Regions from separate parts of the Sus scrofa genome. Here all the other regions are linked to region 2. Evidence: chromatin contacts called from public HiChIP or PLAC-seq data. All regions are on one chromosome and are shown on one strand. Each heading gives the region's core, a stretch centred on a gene start, on an enhancer-like site or on the middle of the called end of the contact. The rest is flanking DNA. Distances are from core to core; before and after follow the strand shown.

The links. HiChIP or PLAC-seq counts read pairs in DNA pulled down with a chosen protein or histone mark.
Region 1: a contact with region 2 is called in an H3K27ac HiChIP or PLAC-seq map of alveolar macrophages. The contact joins two enhancer-like sites. A contact is called at or near these places in 1 of 5 promoter capture datasets (liver), 21 of 47 Hi-C or Micro-C datasets (alveolar macrophages, blood, brain and 10 more) and 2 of 2 datasets of contacts at active chromatin or transcription factors (alveolar macrophages and skeletal muscle).
Region 3: an H3K27ac HiChIP or PLAC-seq map of skeletal muscle shows a contact between it and region 2. The contact joins two enhancer-like sites. A contact is called at or near these places in 1 of 47 Hi-C or Micro-C datasets (embryonic fibroblasts) and 2 of 2 datasets of contacts at active chromatin or transcription factors (alveolar macrophages and skeletal muscle).

Annotation. Positions count from the first base shown.
Region 1 is chr13:61,437,402-61,441,631 of Sscrofa11.1, forward strand. It overlaps LOC106505661 (a long non-coding RNA gene), which reads right to left. Exons shown (of 12, transcript XR_002337646.1): 7 at 332-4,230. Among named protein-coding and RNA genes, the nearest start is that of BHLHE40, 88 kb to the right of the region's middle. Within about 2 kb of position 2,025, at least 70 of the 83 cell types and tissues checked have an H3K27ac peak or open chromatin away from gene starts, as enhancers often do. A contact at or near this core is called in alveolar macrophages, brain, fetal skeletal muscle and 4 more, where this site is marked.
Region 2 is chr13:61,280,228-61,284,345 of Sscrofa11.1, forward strand. The region is part of intron 39 of ITPR1 (inositol 1,4,5-trisphosphate receptor type 1); the gene reads left to right. Among named protein-coding and RNA genes, the nearest start is that of ITPR1, 210 kb to the left of the region's middle. Within about 2 kb of position 1,619, at least 43 of the 83 cell types and tissues checked have an H3K27ac peak or open chromatin away from gene starts, as enhancers often do. A contact at or near this core is called in alveolar macrophages, brain, fetal skeletal muscle and 4 more, where this site is marked.
Region 3 is chr13:61,492,867-61,496,720 of Sscrofa11.1, forward strand. The region is part of intron 2 of LOC106505661 (a long non-coding RNA gene); the gene reads right to left. It also overlaps the pseudogene LOC110256278. Among named protein-coding and RNA genes, the nearest start is that of BHLHE40, 33 kb to the right of the region's middle. Within about 2 kb of position 2,360, at least 1 of the 83 cell types and tissues checked has an H3K27ac peak or open chromatin away from gene starts, as enhancers often do. A contact at or near this core is called in skeletal muscle, where this site is marked.

The sequences.
Region 1 (4,230 bases), core at 775-3,274, 160 kb after region 2:
ATTCAACATATTATACTCTGTTAAATAATTTATTTTGAACTGAAATAGTGAGACCAAGGACAGCTAGCTCTTTTAAGCCAAATTCAAGAAACTGTAACATTAGCACACAAATTCTATAACAACTGTATAAAATACAGAAATGAAAAGATGAAAATAAATGAAAAAGTCAAGCCCTGGAATACCTCATGTGCTTTCAGTAATAAATTCTAAAATTATTATTCACAGATAATATCAACCAAATGGCCAGTTTTTCCAATAAGGATCTACCTGTGGGCAGCCCACTGACAGCCCACCTGTCAGTCACTTAAGGAGGTCAGGATCAATCAGTTACCTGTGCATATCTTGGATGCAAGGGATCACGTAGAGCATACCACGGTAGGCTTACAAAAAGCTAGTCACATTCTCCCAAAGCGTGCTGAATGACAAACAGACCACAAACAGAAACTATCACTGGCATTAAGGGACAAGATCCAGCTGGTTTTCTTTATTCCTAATCTCAGTTTCAGCTGCAGGTTTTTTCCAGAAAAAAAAAAAAAAAAAAAAAAAAAAAACAACAAACTAGTTTGATTTACTCAACACTCTGCAGAAGTCAGGGTGTGGTCATCCTCTAAATATTACAAATGGATTTTCCCTGAACTCTTGCAGCAACAGGATCTTAAAGTGGTTACTGGTAGGAAAAGGTGACATTAAGGTCAAAAATGTCTCAAAAAAAGAATTAACAATAGTTTATAAGGACCACCCTAGTGACAATGGAGGTAGGGGTGGGTATTATTGAGACCAGGAAGCTAACACAGTACAGAACACGAATATTTTTCAAGCCTTCAACAGAGAGCCACACTAACAGTTGAACATCTGCTTTTTTGCCAGCTCTCCTGTTGAGTACTGACAAGTTTATTCCAAATTAATCCAGTACACTAATAACTGCCCCAAATGCAGATCAATCAAGTTTCCTTCTTCATCATCAGAACAGGACTTAATGTAAGAGTGAATTCAGAAAAATCAATGTTTCCTAGCCTTTCTAAAACACTACCAACTAAAAAGACGGGGAAAGGAAGCCTGAGGAAGCCTTTTCTAAGGCAAGACAAGGATCAAAGGGAGTGTGCTTAATCAATTAATCATCATATCCCTTTTCCCTAGCCGGTCGGAGAGGAACTGGATTCTGTTCTCCAGCTATGCCCCCTGAGTCGCATGGTCTGTGTTTGCACCTCTGGACCTCCTGGCTGCTCTGAAAGATACCCTTGGCACTGACTGAAGCCTGGAACTCGTGTTGTGAGCCCACCACGTGCCAGGGACGACGCTTGGCACTCCACACTCCCTCGTTACCTGTGAAGCACATTCTGTGCGCTGATGAGGAAGCCGAGGCTGGAGCCCACGCAGGCAGTGCGGCCAAGCCACCAGGAGGGGCGCACTCCGGGCCCTGGCGCTACACCACCGCGGAACTTCCATCTTGCTCAGAGCCGCCACTAGGCACCCGGCTCCCTGAGGGCAAGGGCGTGACTTGGATGCTCAAAAAACTCACTAGGCACGTAGTGGTTGTGACGTGAACTCTTCTTCGCGGCCACTCTCAGGCCACAAGCCCTCTACAAGAGTGGGGAAACCGAGGCCAGGCTAAGTGACGCCAGAGGACTCAAAGCCGGCAGCGGGCAGAGAGGCCTCGAAGGCTGAGGTCTGCGAACTTCAACGTTCTGTCTGGTTTACTCGGCTCTAAGATGCCGCAGACTTTCAGGGAAAGGGGCCTGGGCGCGGACGCTTCCCTCCCGGATCGTTTTCCCGTCAGCAGCCTCGGTCCACAGGAGAAAGCGGCGGCCAGCCCTACTCTACGGCCCCACCCGCCATCAGCTGCAAGGCACCGCGCCAGGAGTACGTTGCCTATTCCCAGGCACTCCCTCCCCCGCCTTCGCTCCCAGCCCCGCTCTGCGCCTGCGCGCAGGGGCCCTTGGGACCGTGGGCCCGTGGGCCAGCTGCTCACGCGGGCCTCCACCTGGCCCTCCACCTGGCCAGGCCAACGCCAATGGCAAGGCGGGACCTCGCTCTCGCCCCGCCCCTCGGGGCCCCGCCCCGTCGAGGGAGAGCTGGAGCCTAGGCTCGCGCCTGCACCTCCCGCCCCGCCGCGGGCTTTGCCGCTCTCTCTGTGCGCGTGCGCGCGGTAGGGGTTTGGATGGGGTCAGAACGCGGTTGAGCTGCTGAGGCCGCGAGTTATTTTGGAAGGCGGGGAGGCGGGGCAGGTCTGGATGGGAGAGGAGGCGTTTCCTCTGAAAAAGAAAAAAGTGGGTGTCGTGGGCTGCACTCAATGCCCTTTTGGCGTCGTCAAAGGGAAGTCAGAACTGCTCCGGATTTTCCCATTTTATGTCTAAATCACTCGAACCCCAACTAAGTCCTTCATGTAAGAACATCAGGGGTTCCTGAAGAGTGGCACACGCTGCAGTAATGATCGTCTCCAGGGCGCTCTGAGCCAAGTTTCATCTCCCAGTAGGAGTAGTAAGCCCAGAGATGAAGTCTCACCTGAGGGCACCCACCGGCAGTAACCTGCTCTAGAGGCTAGTCCAGGGCAGGCCTAGAACTTCACCGATGCTTAGACTACTGCCATTAATTTAACCCAATTATAGGTATTATTTGTACACCGCGAAGTTATATTTGAAATACGAAGTATGTGTGTTATGTCAGTTTTGTGTGTCATACACCAAGGATCCCTCAAGCCACATTTCCCTTGAGGACTAGAAGCTTTTCGTTGTTTCTAACACTAGGAAGAAAGTGTCATAGCCTCTGGTAAGATGGAATGTTACTGATACAGGACTTAAGTGAATATATGTCCCCATTTGTCATATTTGGCAGCAGATAGCTGCGCTTGATTATGAGTTCCCATGGACAGTTTTTTAGGTTGGTATCTGGATGCAAATACTATCCAGATCTGCTACTCTACCCCAAATTTCATTTTCTTGTCCATATAGAATGGGGGAAAGATTAAGGAACAATGGGAATTGAATATATAATGAAAAGCATTACTGACTGGAGATCTTAAATTTCTGGTTCCTCTTTGCCACCCTCTTCCCCAAAGATTTTTAGAACTTGGTAACTGTTCACGGATTGATTTTTAATCACATCTTTCTTCATAACATTTGAAAGAATTTCTTTCCTTCATTTGGCTTTGTGGGGCCTAAACTGAATTTTTGAGGAGATGGAAGCCCTGGAAATAGGCTGTGAGGGGAGACAGTGTGAATTATTAAGGAAACAAGGATAAGAAGATCCTAGTTTATGGAGATAACAGCAAGAGCTGAGAGAAGGGATAAACACCAAAAAATTAATTGGGTAGCAGATCTAGCAGATGGTAATCTATGTTCTAGTTGTAATGATAAGCTACGTTCTTGAGCATAAGGATTTGTATATCACTTATGGTGACCAAAAAAATAAATAAATAAATAAATACCATTTCTTCATTTGTATTTATTGTACAATGAAGAAATACCATTTCTTCATTGTACTTTATTGCCAGAACTCCTGAGAGTTCTGGCAATAAAGTACAAAAGACGTAGGGACGGGGTAAGAGCTTAGTGCCAGAAAGATCTCAGTTTTACTGTTCTACCACATCCCACATGGAAAATTAAGGACTTTGATAAAGGAGTAATTGAACTGGGTAAGGTGCACAAGATTCTGCCTGTATCTGGATGCTGTTGTGGAAATTTCTGAGGCAGATAGAGCCAGTAACGGCTCAACTGCTATGTCTACCTTAGGACAGCAAATGGGAAGGCACCTGATAACTTCCTGAATAATGAGCTCTTTATGGTAGAGACCCTGTGCTCAACCTACCACAGAGCTTATCCTTATACCCAACCTCCCAATTACTGATCAAAGATCTAGTTCTAGGGGACCTTTTGGCAACTTGTAGTTCTCCCGAAATGAAGATTTTTGAGAATACTTGCCGAAGGAATTGCCTATTTCGAAAGTATAAAGTCCATGGTTGAAGATTTTTTAAAAAAACAAAACAAAACAAAAAATCCAGTTCACTTTAGGGTTCTCTCCTTTCAACAGGTTTGGATTGTTCAACACAATGGTTATAGACATATATTCAATTGGCTAAATTATTTTGTCAAATCCTAGTTCCAGGATCCCTACTCCATCTCCTTTCAGAGCTCTTATGCTTCCTTCTCCCTGTAAAAGATAGTATACCTAGCTGTAAAACCCAACAGCATTTTGATTTCCCACCCCCTGAGGCTAAGGAAGAGGAAGAGGTGG
Region 2 (4,118 bases), core at 369-2,868:
ATAAAGGCCAGTTGGGCATCGCAGGAGAGTGGATATGCAGTGAATGGCTTGGAAGATACAGTGCCTTTTGAGTCTCTGTCAGTCTTTGAGAAAGGAGAGTGAGGTGAGGACAGAATCAGAGTTCCTGCGAGAAAAGTGCATGGTGTGGGGCCTCTCCAGCTGTCTCCTAGAGTGGCATGCCCCTCGAAACCAGGAAGAGGAGGGCTTTCTTTCATTTCTTTATTATTATCATTTTTCACAAATCACGAGGCAGGGTCTCTCTCCTTACTTCCTGATTTCACCTTGTCCTTAGGGGGCAGGAAGAGGACAGGTAATGGGAGAAGGGTAAGGAGCTACTTGCTTAGTGTCTGTTCAGCTTATTCCTGAGTTGGTAGCTTGATGAACTGTTACCTTTGGACACACACAAATCAAGATAGGGAATGTTTCTGTCCCCCCCAACCCTGGAAGGTTCCTGCATCCACCCCTTCTTGGCTTTAAACAGACTCCGATTGATGCTTGAGACATTCATTTCTGTGACTCATGTTTGAGTGCCTGTTCTGTGTTGCTAGGGGATTTGGATACAATGGTGCCCCAAATAGGCAGAGTGTCTGCCCTTCTGGAGTTTATGGTTTTGTGGGGGAGATAGACAATAATACAAATTAATGTTAAATGACAGGCTGTCAATGAGAAATGTAGGAAGCTGAAGTACATGGGGTCATGAGGACATGCAATTTAAGAACTTTTACCTGGGCGAGAAAGGTCATGACAGGTGAGGACAACTGGCAGGTGACCATGGAGCCACTTTTCCTAAACTGTGAAGTTCTGGGCAAACCAAAGGTTTTTTTTCTTTTTCTTTTTTTCTTTTTTGATCTTTTTAGTGCTGCACCTGCGGCATGTGCAGGTTCCCAGGCTAGGGGTCGAATTGCAGCTATTGCCACCGGCCTATGCAACAGCCACAGTCACACTAGATCTGAGCTTGCGTGGTGTAGGTCTGTGACCTACACCATAGCTCACGGCAATGCCAGATCCTTAACCCACTGAGCGAGGCCAGGGATAAAACCTGTGTCATCATGGATTCTAGTTAGATTTGTTTCCACTGATCCACGACAGGAACTCCACAAAAGGGTAATTTTGATAAAGTCCTCTAACTTCAAGATGAGGCAGTGGGTAGAGCAGTGACCTACCTCATTTACATAGATGCCTCTTTGGAGAGGAATGGCGTGTTTAGAAAGTGTGGGCTGTGGCTCAGTGGATGGGCTGCATTTCTACATTTGGGAGATGTGATCCCCATTCAGTCACTGTCACTTCAGACTCTTCAGAGCCATCAGTGTCAGTTTGCAGCTTCAGCCTCTTGCCATTTCAACAAAAAAGCAAGGTTGTCATTTCTACTTGTTAGGGCGGTTGCAGCCTGCCTCTGTCTGCCTTTCTGTCCTTAGCTTCTGCCCCCGGGAGCTACTTCTGCAAGCAAAGGAAAGCCACCGCCAGTAAAATTTAGGGGGAAGAAAACAGAAGAGAAATGGGAGAATTATTAAATTTCACCTTCAGGGGGCGTTCTCATGACGTCCAACCCAGGGTGGAGGTGTCCTACTTTTTTACATTGCTGTGAACTGCTGGGTTGGGCACCTGCCAGCATTCAGGCAGCAGTTACATAAGAGCTGCTTTTTTTCCTGGAATTTAGGCTCACTGCTGATGTGTGACCTTCAGCAGTAATTGCCAATAAATGCAGCAGGGCTGTTTACTGTTAGACACTGGCAACCAGAGAGCAACCAAGCTCAACTCGGAGCACACAGAAGCTATTGCAGAATCTGGGGAAGTTTTTTTTTTTTTTTTCTTCCTTTTTCTTTCTTTTTCTTCTTCTTCTTTTTTTAATGTTGAGATGATTCCATCATGACTGAAGTTGTATAATTTAATCAAGTCAGAATGCATTTTTGAAAAATGAATTTCTCTTCTGACTGCTGATGAACTTTTCCTATAAAATATAGATGAAACTGCATCACTGGAACTAAAATATTTCTTCCTTTGTTTCTAAAAACAAATGCCATAGTAAAGGACATTGGGTTATTATCAAATGGAAAGATTTTAAATTTTTCTACTAAAATGCTAGGTAAGTTCCATTTTAGCTCAGTTTTCTTGCAAGCGTTCTGTTTTCTTAATGTGGCTTTTCAAAGGCTCAAGAAAGACAGGACCCAGCAAACATATTTGCAAGGCCATTCGCTATTTGCTTGTTTATTTTTTCCCTCCTCTGAGATTGAGTGGGTGAAAGGAACTGAAGGCTGATTCATGGGGGTTGGAGATTATAAATTCTCTTTGATGGGCTGATAATTAGATCTATAATACAGCTGCATTTATTGAACTGTATTCAGCCTCTGCTAGGGTTGGTTCATGGATGGAGACAGCTTATTTCAAAGGAAAATTTTAGAAGCCCAGGGATAATAGGGTTCATGTTAGTGGCAGCAGAAAACAGAAGGTATTTCTATGGCTGTGCTCTGTGCTGGCCTGTAATAGACACACATGAAACTGATGTATATATGTATGTGTGTACAGCATGTATGTGAGCATGTGCTGCTGTGCACATGCCATAAATAATAACCCTAGGAAGTCTCTGGGTTTCTTTTTATTTAAGAAGGACAATATATAATGTCCTTCATTTATGCAGAAGTACATCCCTGGATAAAATGTTAGGAACATTATGTATAAAAAGCGATCATTTCAGGGTCTTATCTGCCCAGATCTAGTTACTACTCCAGTGCTGTGGTTATGATGACCTAATTCATGGCCTCATCTGGGAAGGACACTCGGGATCCTTTTCGTTGAAATTCATTTTGAGTTTTTATTTCAAAGCCCATCATTTGAAATCTTTTCCCTATGAAGTCTGATTTTGCTGACCTTGACTAAAAGCCCTGGGAAGACTTAAGATCTAAGAAGAAACGTGGAGAGGCAGTAGGGAGCAATTGTTGGTTTCCAAGTTCAAAACCAGGCAACATCACATCATTGCCAGTCACTGTTGGTTTAGGGAGACTTCACCTTGACTGGAGGCATCAGACTCTGAATATAGTGTCTGGTACTGGGATGAAGGCAGTACAAGAAAAGACTTGTGAAATCCAAACATACTCATTTTCTCAAAATATTCTCCCTTAATGTGTGGTCATTGAGGATGACCTTCTGTGTGGAAAAAAATTAATTTTGATTATAAAAATGTGTTGAGAAAATCAGTTCATTCATTTACCAAACATTACCTTTTACTTTGTGTAGCATGGATTATATTTATGTAGCTGGTATCCTGTTTGAACATAGATAGCTTATTAATAGGCTTATATTTTTCAAAATTGTGGCTTTCTGCCATAAAAGCACCTACCCACATGGCAATAGAGCTGAAATCCTCTTAGGAGGGAGTGCTAGCAAAGGCTGTTGGTTATTTTACCAAATTCTGTGCCAGGCTTGATTTGGCCTTTTCCGTCCTGGAAATCATTTTAGGTCCTATTGGGTTGTGTTATTTAGGGAACTTGCCTGTTAGATATTATGAAGTTTACGAAAACATACCAAGCATTAGTTAATGTCTTCATTGGAAGAAATCCTAAATAATACCCGCTCCAGTCCCCTTGGCCTGCAGGTCAGGCAGTAGAAGCCCAGAGGGGTTCAATGATTGGCAGAGGGTCACACAGAGCATCAGGGCCTACATGAGCCACAATCACGTGATTCCCGTCCATTGCTCTCAGTTTTTGCATTCTGTTTGATGAGTGGCTAGAATTAAAAGTGTCCTCCTCCTATTTAAGTAGTGATTTCTGAAGCTGAAAAAAAAAAAAAAAAGTCTGCTGTCTCAAAAGTCTTTCTGTAATGTTCTGATGAAAAAAGATCAATAGTTTTAATTTTTGGTTTAGAAATTAAATGAAACCAACATAATATCAGTATAGGCAGACCATAGAGTATCAGTGCAATCATAAAACAGAAACCACTAATCTCTGAGTGCTTAAGAAATAGTTGCAGGAGTTCCCATCGTGGTGCAGTGGAAACGAATCCAACTAGGAACCATGAGGTAGTAGGTTCGATCCCTGGCCTCACTCAGTGGAATGAGGATCCAGTGTTGCCATGAGCTGTAGTATAGGTTGCAGACATGGCTTGGATCTGGCATTGCTGTGACT
Region 3 (3,854 bases), core at 1,110-3,609, 210 kb after region 2:
ATATTACTGTCTACTTTCTTAAATGCTCACGCACAGTGTGCCTTGTCAAGATTTTGAATTTTTGCCATTTAGATAAATGCAACTGGTATCTCAGTGCAGTTTTTTTTTTCCACATACTACGCCTGTGGTATATGGAATTTTCCAGGCTAGGGGGCAGTTCAGAGATGCAGCTGTAGATCTATGCCACAGCTTGCAGCAATGCCAGATCCTTAACCCACTGACCAAGGCCAGGGATTGTATTCACATCCTCACAGACACTATGTTGGGTTTTTAACCCGCTGAGCCACAGTGGAACTCCTCTCAGTGCAGTTTTAATTTGTATTCTTTTATAATAAGTGAAACTTAATATCTGTTCATTTGTTCAAGAGCATTTTATATATCTTTATATCTTTCTTTTAATGAACATATAATTTATATACAACAGAATGTACAGATCTAAACTATTTAATTTTAGTTCACTGGATTTTGACAATTGAATTCACCTGTGTAAGCACCATTCAGAACAAGATCTAGAATATTTCCATCATCCCAGATAGTCCCCTGTGTTTCTTTTTTTCTTTTTTCTTTTTAGGACCACACCCGTGGCATATGGAAGTTCCTAGGCTAGAGGTCAAATCAGAACTGTACCTGTTGGCCTACACCACAGCCACAGCAACACCAGATCCCAGCAGCGTCTGTGACTTATATCACAGCTCATGGCAATGCCGGATCCTTAACCCACTGAATGAGGCCAGTGTTTGAACCGGCATCCTCATGGATACGCATCAGATTCATTTCTGCTGAGCCATGATGGGAATTCTTCCCTTGTGTTTCTTTCCAGTCAGTCTTCCCACCCCCTCCAAAAGCAAACTCATTTTCATTTCTATCACCATAGATTAGTTTTGCTTATTCTTGGAATTTGTATAAATGGAATATATAGTATGTGTATCTCTTTTGTGGGTGTGTCTAATTTTTTTGCTCAACTGAATTTTTTTTGGTTCATTCATTAATCTATATTGAGCATTAGCTCATTTCTGTTTATTATTGAGTAGAATTCCTTGCTATGGATATAACACAATGTTTGCAAAATTAAATTTTATCTTCTGTATGGTTTCTTGCTGTTGAAGAATGGAGTTGAAAACATGGAAAGACAGAAGAACAGAATGAATCCTTGACTGAGTGGTATTAGAGCTATGAGCATGAACTCATAGCTTTTAATATGTGTAGATAGATGTAGAAATAACTACAGATATGTGTGGGTATATGTATGTATGTGCATGTATATACATACATGTATTCCCTGGCTCTGACAGTGTGGGAGGAGTGTCATTCCAACAGTAGCAAGTATACCTACCACCTGTACCTTGGTTTCTAAATATCATCTTTCGTGAAGAAGGATCAGGGCCTTTTGGAGGAAAGGCTGATTCCAGGACTGAGGCAGAGAAAGTACAAGTTTTGAAACATCTTCTGTCAGACAGTAGGACGCTCTCAAAAACTGATATAGCTATCTCAAAAGGACAGAGGGGGTGGTGTGAAAGAACTTTCACCTGCCAAGTTTCAGACAATATGAGCATTAAAGTGCATAAAAACAAGGAATGGGTTATAACACATTCAATTTTTTAAAAATCCACAAGTCCCTATTGCTATTAAAAGCAAAAATTAAAGTTCAGTGGAGGGAAAGTTTTTTGAAAAATAGAGTAATTCCAAGTAATAAACGTAGGACAAAATGATAGAAATGGAAAAATCATCATATTATTTCTTTTTCCTTTTTCTTTATTTTTTTTTAATGGCCACACCTGCAGCATGTGGAAGTTCCCAAGCTAGGGGTCAAATGAGAGGTGCTGCTGCCAGCCTATGCCACAACCACAGCAACACCAGATCCGAGCCACAGCTGTGACCTACACTGCAGTCTGCGTGATACCAGATCCTTAGCCCAATGAGCAAGGCCAGGGATGAAACCAGCATCCTCACAGACATCATGTCAGGGTTCTTAACCCACTGGACCACACAGGGAACTCCCAAATCACCATTTTATAATCACCAGAGGAATAACTTATTTGGACAAAATCACCATGGGGGAAAGGCTGCTGGAAAACAGGACATTCACATGATCTTATGTGAATTTCTTATTAACTATACAGGGGAAATGTACTGTGATAATAGTGGACTCAGTAGGCACCATGTTAACCAAGGGATCAGAATAAACACTGCCAATAATTGCGCACACCAATAACATGTCCCCAAGGGGATGCACTGAGAAGTACATAGTATTCCATCCAAAAATGTTGAATCTCATCATAAGAAAAGAATCAGAGAGTTCCAAATTAAGGGACGTTTGGCAACCAGAGCTTGGGCTCCAAAAATATCAATGGCATGAAAGAGGAGACTAAAGAAATAAGACAACCAAATGTCATGTGTCATCCCTGACTGAGTCCCAGAAGAGCAGGGGAAAAAATCACTTTAAAGAACATGGTCGAGGGGCTCGGAAGGGAAGTCCCAAGACAAATGAGTCCCACCGCCCCTTGTCCAAGTTGCTCGCTGGGCTGCACCAGCAGAGGGACTCACAATGTCGGGGATCACCCTCAGTAGACTCGCCCAGGAGAGGAAAGCTTGGAGGAAAGACCACCCATTTGGTTTCATGGCTGCCCCTACAAAAAACCCCCAGGGCACAATGAACCTCATGAACTGGGAAAGCGCCATTCCTGGGAAGAAGGGGACTCTGTGGGAGGGAGGCTTGTTTAAACTACGGGTGCTGTTCAAAGATGAATGTCCATCCTCACCATCGAAATGCAAGTTCAAGCCGTCCTTACTTCACCCAAACCTGTACTCTTAAGGCTGGGTGTGCCTGTCCATCCTGGAGAACAAGGACTGGAGGCCAGCATCATGATTAAGCAGATCTTTTTAGGAATAAGGGAACTTCTAAATGAACCAAATACCCAAACTCCAGCTCAAGCAGAGGCCTACATGATCTACTGTCAAGACAGAGTGGAATACAAGAAAAGGTTCGAGTACAAGCCAAGAAGTTTGCTCTCTCATAAGAAGCGACCTTGTAGCATCATAAAAAAGAAGGGATTGGCTTGGCAAGAATGTGTTTGCAACATTTTTGCAAATCTAACATTCCTGCAATTCCTGGTCCCCTGGGGAGGGTTCCACGGGCGCCATTTTCCATTTCCGCCATGGGTACAGTCTCCACTCGCTGAATGGTCTAGTTTTTCATACAGGGTCTCTTCCTTCAGTCTTTTGTAATTTTGATTATTATGTAAAACTTGCTTTTATTTTAATATTGACATCAGAATTTCAACTGCTGTAACATCATAAACTTTTATACTTGAATGAGTCCCAAGGAGCTAGTCCCCTTTGCTCACAGATGCGGGCATGTTCCACGACGTCTAGAGCTGCACTTAGCCTCCAGCCGACTGCCTGAAACAGAAAATCAGACCTGCCCCAGCTGCCTCCTCCCTCCCAGAGCCTGGGTCTCAGATCCACAGTCAGCCAGCATCTCGTTGCTGCATCACTTCCTTTGTGTTTATATGATGTTTGTCTGTATTGCTGTTTAGAGTAAATAAACTGATTATATTTTAAAAAATAAAGAACATGGTTGAGGTACTTGGGTAAATTTGAATATGGACTACATGTTAAATAATATTATTGCATCCATGTCAAATTTGTTGAGTATAGTAATTAAATTGTGCTTATGTAGGAAAATGTTTCTGTTCTCTGGAGGCATAAGCTGAAGTACTTATGGGTGAAGTGTCATAGTACCTTCAACTAACTCTTAACTGGTTTAGAGGGGGGAAAAGGAAATATTGACAGCTTTTTCTGTGTGTCTATATCTTTCCATATGTATGTGTAAAGAGAAAAAAAGAGGAAGTGGC